Regions from separate parts of the Danio rerio genome. Here region 1 is linked to region 2. The links are chromatin contacts, called in public Hi-C maps. All regions are on one chromosome and are shown on one strand. The core of a region is the stretch at or near the end of the contact, and the rest is flanking DNA. Distances in the headings are between cores, read along the strand shown.

Region 1 (7,295 bases), core at 3,687-6,186, 130 kb before region 2:
ACATATGAAAACAAACAACATAATAGTGAATAAAAATAAATAAAAACACAAGGAAAAAATTACAATATATTTAATAATCAACATTTTAGGATAAACAATGATAATAAACAGTATATTTAACATTTTATGATTCATTTATAACAATTTAGAATTCATTTAAAAGCCAACATCAAAAGACTAAAGTTTGTATCTAAAATTAAGGCACTGTGGTCATTGCCATTAATCAACAACAAAATACTCGATTAAATTTTAAGGCTGAAATTAGAATACATGTACTTGAGAATAACTAAAATACTATATAAAAATTTTATTATAAGGCTATGTATTTTATGCTGATGTATAGCGTTTCTAATTTAGGGGTGTCCAAACTCGGTCCAGGAGGGCCAGTATCCTGTAGATTTTAGCTCCAACTTGCCTCAACACACCTGCAAGGATGTTTCTAGATAGCCTTGATTAGCTGGCTTAGGTGTGTTTGATTAGGGTTGGAACTCTCCAGAATACCAGCCCTTCAGGACCGAGTTTGGACACCCCAATAGTACACAAGTGTTACAATCTGTTTTTGTTTTTTTTGTTTTTTTGTTTTTAACACTGTAAACTGAATCAAACCAAAAACCATGACCAGATATTGTGAACCGCCCCACCACTAATTAATATAAATATTATTTTTAGCAATTTAATACTTGATTTATTTGAATTATTTGTAACTTTTTAAAAATATTTTTATTTTCACTCAGTTTAAAACCCCTCGACTAAAAGATTGATTTTGGGATTTAAGAATCAATATTGCTTCATTAAAATAAGGATATATTCAATTTGAGGTTTAAAATTAACTTCCTAACATGCCGTGTTTAAAACAACACTATGGCTGCATCCGAAACCGCATACTTCCATACTATATAGTACGCTAAAATCAGTATGTAAGCCGAGTAGTATGTCCGAATTCATAGAATTACTACTTCTGGCGAGATTCTGGAGTGAGCATCCCATGCATGCTGCGCTATCCCATGATGCCCCGCGAGCGAATTCATGAATGGGAGTAAAGCGACGTATATTACACAGGTATGTCATGTGACTATGTCAAACTGGCGGATGTAGTACGTCCGAATTCCATTCATATTTTTCACATTCATACTGTATAGAATGTACTTTTCTAACGGACGAGTAGTACGTTTAAATTTAATTGCAGTACTTATTGAGTAGTAGGCGGTTTCGGACGCAGCCTGTATGAGTTCATAAGCATCCATGTTATAATATTAGAGATGCTTTGATCGATCAGCTGAAGATCGGTATTGGCCGATATAATCACAATTAATGACTCGATCGGTACTCGCTGATCTGGCCGATTCAATTAATTTCAATTCAATTCATCCTTATTTCTACACAGCACTTTTACTATGTATATTGTGTCAAAGCAGCTTCACATAGAAGATTATAGTAAATTGATACAGTGTCAGTTTTGTTGGTTTAATATTCACTGCTCAGAGTTTAAACACTGAAGAGCAAATCCATCCGTGCCGATCTCATGAACCGATCACAAGTGTTTGTATTAGTTGGAGATATGCTAAATATTTGAATGACCTTGCATGTATTTAGGCGTTTTTACATATAAGAACTTCTGTTTTTTGACAATATTGCAAGTTCATTAAAGCCTTGCAGGAAATATTACATAAAGCATAAAAATAATTTGTTAACATGAATATTTAAGATAACTTCTTGCAATAAACTGTAGTATATAGGCCTGTTTCCTCTTAGTAAAGGTTTGCATTTTAACTTCTTATGCATCAAATATGCACTGCTAAGTTTTTCTTCATTAAGACATGTTAAATTCTTCTTTAATCATTTGCAATGTTTCCAAATTGAATTGTTTATCATTTTTACCAATTATTTATTTGTTTTATCTATTTTCTGTTCACACATAAATGGCTGTAAAAGACATGTGGGTTTGTATGCAGCATCCTTATTTTATTCTCTTAGGTAAAGAGAGATCTCCACTTAGAAGGAAATCGGGCTTTATGCATTATAAAGCTTGAAGCATCAGAATCAGTACTCAGTATTGGCCAATTACCATGACGAAAAATTCCTACTCGGTTTCATCTGCATAAATCCTGACTGGAGCATCCCTAAATAATATAATACTATTTTACAGCATTTCAGATAAAATCAATGCAATATTGTTACGCATAAGAAACTTATTTGAAAAGCATCTTATAAATTTAACCAACTGTAGACCAAAAACAGCAAAGTCACATCAAACACCTTTCAATAAACGATCCTGACCACATATAGAAATTTGCACATTAACACGCATAAATGACAAGATGCAAACATAAGTTTTAAAAAGCTCTTTCATTCTCACCTGCAGCACAAGAGGCTCTTCTGGTGTGCTTCTGTTGCAGTGAATTATAGCTGCTAGAGTTCCAGTGAAGTTGTAGCTGCTGTGAAGAGCCTCTTTGGTCTCACCATCAGAAGCTGTTGGGGCATTAAGACATGTACACGCATTGATAAAGTATGTGTTTGAGACTATACACCGGCCATATAAGTATGTTAAAATGTTTAATACCAAATTGTGCCAGCAGGGATATAATGGTCCCGGTCAGTGCGTGACTGGTGTTGATGTCTCCTGCTACTTCCATGAGTCCACTGAGACACTCGCTGGGCAGTACCTGACCCGAGAACAGCACTCCAGCACATTTCAGCCCAGAAATGTCCTGCAGAACGAAACAAAAATAACAATAAAACATCAGTTTAACATTAAACTTTGTTTAGTCAACTATATTATAACTTTTATTACACCACACTGGGTTGAAGTATTTAACAATTAAACCTTAAATTTTTTTTCTGTGTTACAGAATAAAATTTGCATAAAGATTTTTTACCTATTGCTATCAGGTGGAATATATAAAAAATTACATAGATGTGAATTAAAATATGTTAACATTTAAATTTGTACTAATTCTAGTGACTTGAAACCAATGCAATTAATAAAATGAGGAGAATAAACACTATATATTTCATTATATATATTTCTATTGTGAAATTATATTTATAATCTTTTATATTACAATTTGCATATTTATTTGTCAAAACATATAAATACCTTAAATTTTATTTTATGCATTTAAACTAGGGCTGCATATATCGTTTTAACACTGATACTGCAATGTGAGAGTCTACAATAGTCACAGTCACAATGTGGTTAATATTATAGTTGACCAGTTAACAGCATAGTGGTGTAATTTCATATTTTAACCTTTGAGTGAAAGTTTTTTTTACTTGCATGTGTTTTTAAGACCTGACTGTAAGAATTTAAAGCAAATTTAAGCCATTTGGGCACAAAAAACGTAATGTTTGTAGCTTAAAGATTAAGATTACTCAATTAAAATGAATCTTTTTAATATTATTATTATTATTATTATTATACGGTGAGTATTAAATTTCTGCTTTAGAATACATTTTGACTCCCAAGAAAATCATAATTTTCAAAATAACAAATGCATATTTCCTCTGTTGTACTCAACTTTGCTTGTTTGTTTATTTAAATGGTATTTCATGCAGATCAGCTCCCCTAGAGAATCATTCCAATCAATCAAAAATGATGCATTTTTTTACAAGTTATTCAAATCACAATGTACACTCACTGGCCACTTTATTGGGTACACCTGTTCAACTGCTTGTTAATGCAAATTTCTAATCAAATATCTAATTATCGCATGGCAGCAACAACATGAAAGCATTCTGCCTTGTATCATGCGGTTCAGGCTGGTGGTGGTGGTGTAATAGAGTGAGGGATCTTTTCTTGGCACACTTTGGGCCAATTAGTACCAATTGAACATTGTGTCAATGCCACAGCCTACCTGAGAATTGTTGCTGACCATGTCCAACCCTTTATGACCACAGTGTACCCATCTTTTGATGGCTACTTCCAGCAGAATAACGCAACGTCATAAAGCGCAAATCATCTCAGAATGGTTTCTTGAACATGACAATGAGTTCACTGTACTCAAATGGCCTCCACAATCACCAGTATTCAATCCAATAGAGCACCTTAGGGATGTGGTGGAATGGGGGACCTTGTTGAATCTATGCCACAAATGATTAAGGCAGTTCTGAAGGTAAAAGGGGGTCTAACCCGGTACTTGTAAGGTGTACCTAATAAAGTGGCCAGGGAGTGTATATCGCAGTGAATGAAAATATAGCAATGTCAGTTTTTTTTTCCAATATCATGAAGCCCTAATTTAAACCTTTGAAAACACATTCTTTGATCATAACTACAAGTAAAATACATTAAGTAAAAGCTTATGTCCTTTTCAAAACACTAAAAGAGATAACAATGAGTTTCAGCCACCTTTTATTTCTTTAGTATGTAAATGACATGAAAGTGCATTGACAATCATTCCCTAATATTTCCTTTTGTGTTTCCCCTAAACAAGTCATAAGGTTGAACCAACAGGAAGCTGACTAAATGATAATGCAAATTAAGTTTACACACAGTAAAACAATTTTAAAAAGGTTTTCACTCACTTCAATGTGTTTCTGCAGCTGTGATGCGTTTAAAGCGCTTCTGTTATTTCTGTACTGTCGAATGGCCAACAGCAGAGACTTCAAACAGGTCGATACATCCATCTTTACACGCAAGTACGGTCAATATCGGCCTTCAAAATAAATATTTAATAACAATGACACTTATTAGGGTAACTATCTAAATTGCTTCAAAGTAACTTAGAGTTGGTAACCATACAGTAGTAGGCTATGCTAGCTATAGTAACGTTAAAAGACGACGTTAGTGAGATAAAATAACGGATATGTCGTATTAACTCCCGTACAAAAGTATTAATGTGACTTATGTACTAAAAGTATATATCCTAGGTTTTATTAAAGGCAGTTTGAACTAAAAAAAGTTAAGTTTATTAAAAAAGGTTCCCCACTAGTTCATAACAACAGCAACTTCCTCCCGCGAGCACTTCGAATTCGCCGGAAGAGTTTATTACCAAGAAGAAGTGGGGAGATGTGGTCAACATTTACAAATGTTTATTTATTTCCCTGGTAAATATAGTGTTAAGCGTTTCATCAAGCAAAACATAACTTAATAAATAAATTAGTGGGATTATGTTCTTTAATTTATGTTAATTTGATTTAAAATGTTGTATACTTAGGAAAATAGAACCCCCTCATTTTAGAAGCATGGTTTGTAAACCAGCGTAATGCGACGCCCTCGTAGCCCTGACGTAAGCACGTCAACGTGGTATAAACAAGCTCGCTCTCGCGATAAATGCAGGCCCGTAGCCAGCCTGGTGAAAGGGGTGGTTGTTTTTTTCTCAAAAAGTGGACCTTTTGTGCAGTTATACGTCTCAGTTTCTAGTTAACTATGAGATTTAAATACTGCATTTTAGTGTTTTTTTTTTTGCTGGATTAATTAGTCAGACGTCATCACAACCACACTTTTTGATTTACTAAATATATTTCCTAAAAAATTGCAATAAAAAAATTAAGACTAATTTTTAAAATACAAATTTCGGACATCATATATCATTAGGAAAAAAAATAGGAATCTGTTAAAGTTTTAAAGTAAAATAAAATGTAGCCCACTATCATTTATTAGACAAAATAATAATTATAAAAATAAAACAATTATAATCAATTCTTCTGAATTTTCTAGTCTCTCTGGTAAAAAAAAAAAAAAAACAGTACATTTGAAAATTCCTGGATATCAACAACAGCCAAAATATTTCCAAATTAATTTAATATGGTCAACTTCTGGTGCTTCACACCTTTTTATTGCTCTTTTTTCAGAAATAAGATCCCAGATTTAGAATTAAAGTTACCTGTAAAATGTTTTCTCTGTTTAAAAACAAGTAGTGAACGAAGACCCTTACATCAGATTATAGTCCCACCAAAGTAACAGCCGACAGAGGACTCTGTCTGATCTCAATGGATTATTTTCATTACTTATGATGGCATAGCAGTCAAAATAGGACAAATGAGCTCATGTATGGGACAAATTCTGGACCTTTGCCAGTGAGGGGTCTTCCGAACCCCTTGGCTAAAAGCTTGAAGAGTTAGAACATGCTTTATGCTTATAGTAACCATGTTTTTAATAGAATCGTGGCTGTAAAAGTGCACCTACAAGGTGTTTCAGGCGCAGGTCAGATTTTCTCCAGGTCATAATTTAATTTATTTATATGAATTTTGTCTAAAAAATGATTAGACCTGTTCAGTTTTATCTGAAATGCATCCCAGATCACCTACTAAAGTGGTTTGAGCGATCGGAAATCTGATCAGAATAAAACGAATGAAGTGAGCAAACAGCCCTATAAATACAGACGTGACGGGAATATATATTGAATATAAATATATTATATTAATTGTATAATACACATATTATATAATATTAAATTACATAAAATAATTAAAAGGACAAATGCTGGACCTTTTGGCCGCGGGGGGTGGTTAGCAGCAAGTAACATGCTATAGGTTATGTGACCGCTAGATGGCGATCTTGGATAAGAAGAAGCTTACCACCACTAGGCGTTAGAGCGATGTGTCCTAGCCGGGCTCACTTTCTGTTCTAATGTCCCGCATCTGTCTTTAATTATATTCATCTGTCTCCATATTGTACGGCATCCCAGAATATTACACAGAACCAAAAATGTAAAAATATTCAATATATTTAATATGTTTTTGTCCACAGCCGACCGCAACTCGCCGTGACGGAAATTCCCGAGCCCGTGTGCTCCAATGAGATGTGCTCTTTTCAGCGCTCACCATGACAACAAGACTCACAGCAGAGACGTATTGTAAACATTTGCATCTGCATTCCTATAAAGCTCGTCGGTTCTCTCTCACGCCCTATTCACACGGGGCTTCAGCGTCAACGCTTGACTGAAGGCGTGTCTGAAGTTGGAGCTGAAACGATCGTCATAGAAGCGTCAGCCAATGAAATTCAGTCAGCAATAGGCCACTGTCTGAGCTGGTGTATTTGCATACAGCGATCTGATTGGCTGACGCTTCCGTCGGCGCTTGAAAAGTTGAGCTGGTCCCAACTTCTGCAGCGAGGAACGCTCCTGAAGCGGCGCCGACGGATCCACAATGCAGTTCGGCAACGCCTGACGTCACCCATTCAAAGTGAATGGGAAGCGTTGACGCTGACGCCCCGTGTGAATAGGGCGTCAGTGTTGTCAGTTCGCTCGGTGTTGCTGTTTGTACTTGACCAAGGTGAGTTCAATACCTGACGGGACGAGTGGAGCCACGCCAATCTCACGAAGTCCGCTTTGTGAAGCTTCACTCGGGCCGGTCTG
Region 2 (6,726 bases), core at 1,581-4,080:
AAAAGACTTTGTTTTAAATCAGCCAAGTGTGTTGGAGCAGGGTTGAAATCAAACTGTGCAGGGATGCAGCCCTCATGGAACTGACTGTGATACCCCTGATTTAGGTGGAAGTGCCAAACTGCAAAGTTTGGATGTTTATATCTTCTAAACGTGAATTTTGGAGCACACTAGTTTATAGATATATTGTTAAAACATTTGAACAACAGTGTATCGGTCATGTGTGGAATCACCTTTAAAATAGTTTTCATGGTTTAAACTTCTTTCAGCTGGAAACAAAAAAAAAACTTTCAAGAGTAATCAAGCAGGCATCTAACATTACTGGATACCCACAGACTCAACTTGTAGATTTATACAATTCTACTGTAAAGAGCAAAGTAGTTTCTATTGTTTCTGATCCTTCTCATCCATTAAGTTGTTTTTTCTGGGTTCTTCCATCAGACTGTCGTTTTAGAACAGCACTGGCAAGAAAAATAACATATAGTAACTTTTTCGCTCCTACTGCGATTAATATTTTAAACAAGGACAAACAGGAATTTGTGTTTTAAGTCTGATATTTATTATTAAGTGCTATAGTGTCAACATAGGCTCATTCTGAAAACAGTGCTCTATATACGTTTTTGGAGATGCCGAATTATGTAGCCAGAACTATGTATGTCTGCATTTCATTTTTAAAATGAATGCTACGGGGTGGTATGATGCTGTTCCCTTTCGCACTTACCAGCTGATCGTCTACTTCCGTATGGATGGCTTTCCCACTGTTACCAGTTTGTCCAGTTATCTCGGCATGTACATCGATGGACTTGAGATGCAGAGAGCAGTTGACCAGGACAACGAGGTTTGAGTCTGGTGAAGAATGGTACCAGAAATCAGGGAAGAAGCCAAAAAATAAAATAAACAAGTAAATAACAGTGAGAATGTGGGAAAATATGAAAATGTGGTAAAAATCAGGCTTTTCTTTTTCTGGACTGCTTTAGAAAATTATTGGTTGGGTTTAGGGAATTCAGTGGGTGGGTCAATCAATACAATTGGTTGGGTTTAAGGAAGGAGGAGGGTAAGTCAGTCGATTGGTCAGTCAGTCATTCAATCAATCAGTCAGTCGACAGCGGCCTATAGTGGATATTCACAGGCGCGAATGGCACTCACAAGAAAAATTTAAGATCACAGCGGCCTCTAGTCGATTCGTAAAAACAAAAACTGCAAAAAAAGGTAGCTCCTGGAACGTATTTTCAGTCTCTAGAAATGTATATAGAGGTACATTTTCAGAATGACCCTGGGTTGTATATTGTGGTCCTGGTGTTTTGTGCATTTCTTGTATTGTTTATATATGATAATATGGATAATAAAGTTATTGGAATTGGAAGTCTAACATACTGATCTAAAAAACTTTGCAGGGACTTTAACTAAAATCTTTTTAAAATGTTCCACTGAAGAACTATCTTGGAATTTAAATTACCAGGAAATTTTCAATTTGGGTGAATGATTAATTTGATATATTGAATGTATCCTCATATTAGTTGGGAGAAGGAGGAACTGGACCTCATCTTGTCAAGTACTGTCCCATCTATTAAAAGGATAATTGATGCTGGAGAGATTCTGACTCAAAAGCACTTATGCAGTGACACTCGTCCTTAGGGAATACACATAATAACAAGTCATTTTCTTTAGGGCTTGATCCAGAGGGAGTTCGCTTTCCACATGAATTTAGACCCCAATCTGCATAGCATTAGGCCCAAAGTAAAGCTCTCCATAGACATAAAAATGATGTAATTAAATGTTAAAATAGGACTGCTCTTCAAACCATTTTAAGTTTAAGTTAGCAGCTAGTTAGCTGAATCATAAAAGGTGAATAGCACACAATAAAAGGTTCTTAAATCACCACTAAGAATAAGAAGCTGTAGATTACAGGTACTAATAATGTTTTAAATAATGATCACTTTCTTAGCCGAACGATCCCAATATATCATTAGGAGCTACTGGTATTACTTTTGTTTCACCTGTATATGTGTTTTTTTTTAAATACTAGTAGCCACTGACTTGTATTACATGATTCACCAAGAGCCCCAGTTTCAGCTAAAATCTGCTCTAATATTGTATGGAAGCAGAAAGAAAAAAATCAACAGCATCTTTTATGGTCTGAGCGGGATTTCAGACACAGCTAGGAACATACACTAAGGGGCATTTACATGACGTTGTTTGTAAAACTGCAGTGCAGTTTTTAAATACATTTTTTAAATAAATTTTTTTAAATACTTTTTAAATACATTTTGGTCATAAATATACAAGAAAATGGCATTTTAGTGCTATAAAATCCATTTTAAAACCTGTTTCAGGGTGCAGGTTTCTGTTTTTAGTATATCTGTGTCATGTGGATATACTCTAAGTGAGCAAAGAATACTCATTTGCATGCTTATTTGAATATGTTTTAGCCTTAGGATGTATACAGACAAGATCATGAGCTCTGAGTAACATCAGTGCTGAGCTTCTGACTTTCACGTAGATCATAAATATTTAATCTGGCTTTTTTTAGGTAATGAACCTTTTACAGTCCATGGTAATGACAGAAGGCAAATTACGCTTTAGCTGGTGAAAGTACAGGTTAGAGACTTGCGCTTGGTAATCACTTAATGTCAGAGGCTTCACAGCTGCTCTTTTGTGCTCTTTGCTCCAAACAAATCATGTAGACTAACTTCAGGGAGTTTATCTGTAAGTGAACTTGACCTCAAGCTTTTGTGCGCGAGGCAGACGTTTTTGGGGGGAGGGTCTACAATTAGTGTGTAGAAAGAGTGCAATTTAGCCCCACCTTCATTTTTTTTTGTGTATTCATGGTGGTCCACATACATTGCGGGGGGCCCAGCTGGTATCCAGCTGCAGTGTCAGATAAGCGCTTCCCTGTCCTGTCCTGTCCGGGACCATGATTGTGTTTGATTGCTGTCTGCTGAGTGGCTTTTTTCTGTAGAGATAGTGATTAAGCACAAATGACAACAGTATGTCTGTTTAGACATATGCATGCATAAATTACTTTCCAACAAACACACAACGTTGTCTCAACGTAGCGACCTTCCTACAACGCTGTACCAACCTTGTAAAAAGATTAAGGATCTACTTTGTTGCTGAAGGTTGTCACAATAATGTCATAATGTTGCCATTTAAATGGGCATTGCTTTAGGTTGTGCTTAGGCTGCATGGACGAGCACTGTACAACATTTACTCGTCAGTAAATCAGTTTAAATTTCACATTTTGGCATCTCATTCAACGATAGGAGACGCAAGTATTGCTTTATTTCTTTTTGCTAAATGAGATATCAGTGGTCATTTGTGTGGTCCTGTTGTGTTAAGCTCTGATCTTTTTTGACGTGTGGCTGCTGTGGATCCATATCTGAATTGGATTCTCTGTTGGATTTCTTTCTTTCTTTGACTGCATTCTCCATACCAACAACTACACCTGGTCTTCGGCTGCGCTACCCGATTTGTTATTCTTCAGAGCTTTGATGCCAAGTGTCTGCGTTTTAATTTGCTTTCTTGTTTACTTTTCTTGTTAGTTTACTTTACATTCTTAACTGACTTTTTAATTTAACCTACGCTTTAAGTTTAATTATTTAATTATTAATATAATCTAAACATTATTTTATACTGTTTGCTTATAATTAGATGTGTACTGCATGTATTTAATGTTGTGAAATATATAATAAAAAAGATTGATTATATACATTTGTGGGGCATTTTTACACTTCAAAGTTTGCACATGAAGTTGTTGTATTAAAAGAAAAAATGAATGAATTTAATATTAAGCAGTACTGGAAAGGTATTACTGCTTATCCTGTATTCAGGCAGTATTGTTAAACTGCCAGGAAACAAACATTAATACATGTAGTAAGAACGTCGTCTCACAGTTGCTGATTGTTACGACAACGTTGCTACAGCCTTCTCACATCTTTCATTTCTACGTTGTAACAATAGCGGCGATGTTGCCTTTAAAAAATGCAAGGTTGCACAGGCATTGCTACAACATCTAAGTATAAAATTTAGTATAAAAAAGGTATAAAATTTAGATTTTGTTTTTATGATATGATTTTTATTTGGCGACTGTTCACATGATTTTTAAATATCCATTACACACTGCTGCTAAACTAAACAGGCATTTATACTGTTGTCCTTTCATTTCATAATACATTTGGTTTGTTTGTCATCAAACGCTCATGTGTCTAAACGTCTAGCATTACATCCTAAACCGTCGTTTCTACATCTAAAACGTCTAGGCCTTTATCAACAAAGTTAATACATTGAGATAAATAACGTGCGTGAATTACCTGGCTTTGCTGTGTTCGACTCTGTTCCGCGGCATAACGTTTTTAAGTTACACAAGTTTTGTTAAAGCTTTCCAAATTTCACATACCTTAAGTAAACTTTTCATATATGAACCATTTACTCAGCACGTTTTGAGCGGAGATTGGATTTGGACTTTTTCTGAACAGCTCTGATTGGCTATTGCGTTCAAGAAATCAACAAAAAGACTATGATTGGGTATATTGCTCCAGTCACAAAAACGCTGTAATTAGCATAAGTTAGCATTTTCCTAACACTATTTTTTTTTCTTTTTGTTTTCTCTGGGGATTTTTTTTAACTAAACTTTATTTTGTTTTTAGCAAACAGGGTTAATAACAATGATAATAACAGAATTCCTCAACTTGGTTCAATTTATATAGCATGGTTAAGAACAATATAAAACAAAACAAAAAAGCACAAATTATATAGGTGAAGTCAGAATTATTAGCCCCCCCTTATATATTTCTCAAATGATGTTTAACAGAGCAAGGGAATTTTCACTGTATGTCTGATAATATTTTTTCTTCTGGAGAAAGTCTTATTTGTTTTATTTCGGCTAGAATAAAAGCAGTTATTAATCTTTTAAACACCATTTTAAGGTCAAAATTATGAGCCCCTATAAGCTTTCTTTTCAACAGTCTACAGAACAAACCATTTTATACAATAACTTGCCTATACACTATCCTGCCTGGTTAATTAACCTGGTTAAGCCTTTAAATGTCACTTTAAGCTGTATAGAAGTGTCTTGAAAAATATCTAGTCAAATATTATTTACTGTCACTATGGCAAAGATAAAATAAATAAGTTATTAGAAATGAATTATTAAAACTATTATGTGTTGAAAAAATATTCTCTTCGTTACACAGAAAGTGGGGAAAACATACAAGCATATAAATATATGATTATATATGTATACTGAAACCTGTAAGTATAAGTATAAAAGAGAAAAACTATTTACATAATGTCAGAGAAGTACTGAAAAATCTAATAAAAATCTATTCTAATAAAAATTATTGTAGAACAGATTAAATACAAAACAAAAAAGGTTTGTTGTTACCTGTAACAAAAGAAATCTTAATTGTTTCTTCTACATCATTATATTAAAAAACTTAGGTTTTAATAATATAGATCAAGTGATCATGTATATTTTTCCAATAAAAATGATTGAAATTCTGTCAAGACAGTGGATTGCTGTAGTTAAACAATGTCTGTAAAATAGGTATATTAAAACAAAACTGTAAGTCATGGAATATTCTTAGTACTTTCTCATTATAAATATTCTTTAAGGTATTAATGCCTGTATCTGACCAGTGACCAGAGAGAATAAGTGAATACTCATAGCAGGTAATAATTATTCTATATTGGAGACTGCATACAGAACTTGAATGGCTGATAAATTGTACCACCAAGCCTCATGTAGATATTGCATACGCTATTTTCTCTGGGTTTGAAATAACTAAAATTATGTCTCTGTGTCTCAAAGGGTTCGTTATATGCAGGTAACTAGGCAAACTTGGTATTCAACATACAAACACATTTGTATCATTCATTCATTCATTTTCTTTTCGGCTTAGTCCATCTATAAATCCCAGGTTGCTACTTATCCAGCACATTTTTACGCAGCGGATGCCCTTCCAGCTGCAACCCATCTGTGGGAAACATCCACACACACTCATTCACACACACACACACGCATACACTACAGACAATTTAGCCTACCCAATTCACCTGATCCGAATGTCTTTGGACTGTGGGGGAAACCGAAGCACCCATAGGAAATCCACACGAATGCAGGGAGAACATGCAAACTCAACAAAGAAACACCAACTGACCCAGAACCTGTGACCCAGCGACCTTCTTGCTGTGAGGCGACAGCACTACATACTGCGCGGCTACGCCACTGTGTCGCCACACTTGTATCATGAAAATGCAAATATTGTAATGTGTTTATACTCACGATGCGTTAAAACAAATCTGATTTATTTCCTCATATGAAAGTGTCCCTGATGACAATTAAAAACATCAGGCACATAGTGATTTTTTCCTGCCTGCAGAAAATGAAAAACAATTGTTACAAATGCAGGAAAAGTAATGTTTTGTCCACAGCTGTAAGTACATTAGATTTATGTATGCCATACAACTTTTGTTTCTCGAGCTCATGTGACCTTGAGACTCCACGTCAGTGTCAGTGAAAGGAAATACATTGCTAACCAATTGTGAGTGAATTACTGTGCCACGGTTCATTTATATTCATTGAACCGTGACAGGGATCCTTCAGCGACACCACCGAGGGTTCTTTTGTCAAAGGACCATCACATTAATGCCCGCGATGGTGCCTGTAAAGTGACGGTTCAGCACAATCAGGTTAGAGATGAATCGTTTGCCCTTTCATTATTTCCATGG

Evidence for each region. Hi-C and Micro-C count contacts between places; a contact is called where the count stands out from the background.
Region 1: a Hi-C map of embryo shows a contact between it and region 2, with 1.7 times the contacts expected there. The contact joins the promoter of cip2a here to the enhancer-like site in region 2. A contact is called at or near these places in 3 of 18 Hi-C or Micro-C datasets (caudal fin and embryo).

Annotation. Positions count from the first base shown.
Region 1 is chr24:29,174,989-29,182,283 of GRCz12tu, reverse strand. cip2a (cellular inhibitor of PP2A) reads right to left here and starts at 4,936. Exons shown (of 21, transcript NM_001114421.1): 1 at 4,522-4,936; 2 at 2,561-2,708; 3 at 2,357-2,469. The coding sequence starts at 4,623.
Region 2 is chr24:29,047,940-29,054,665 of GRCz12tu, reverse strand. No RefSeq gene overlaps it. Among named protein-coding and RNA genes, the nearest start is that of amer2, 17 kb to the right of the region's middle. Within about 2 kb of position 2,830, at least 15 of the 62 cell types and tissues checked have an H3K27ac peak or open chromatin away from gene starts, as enhancers often do.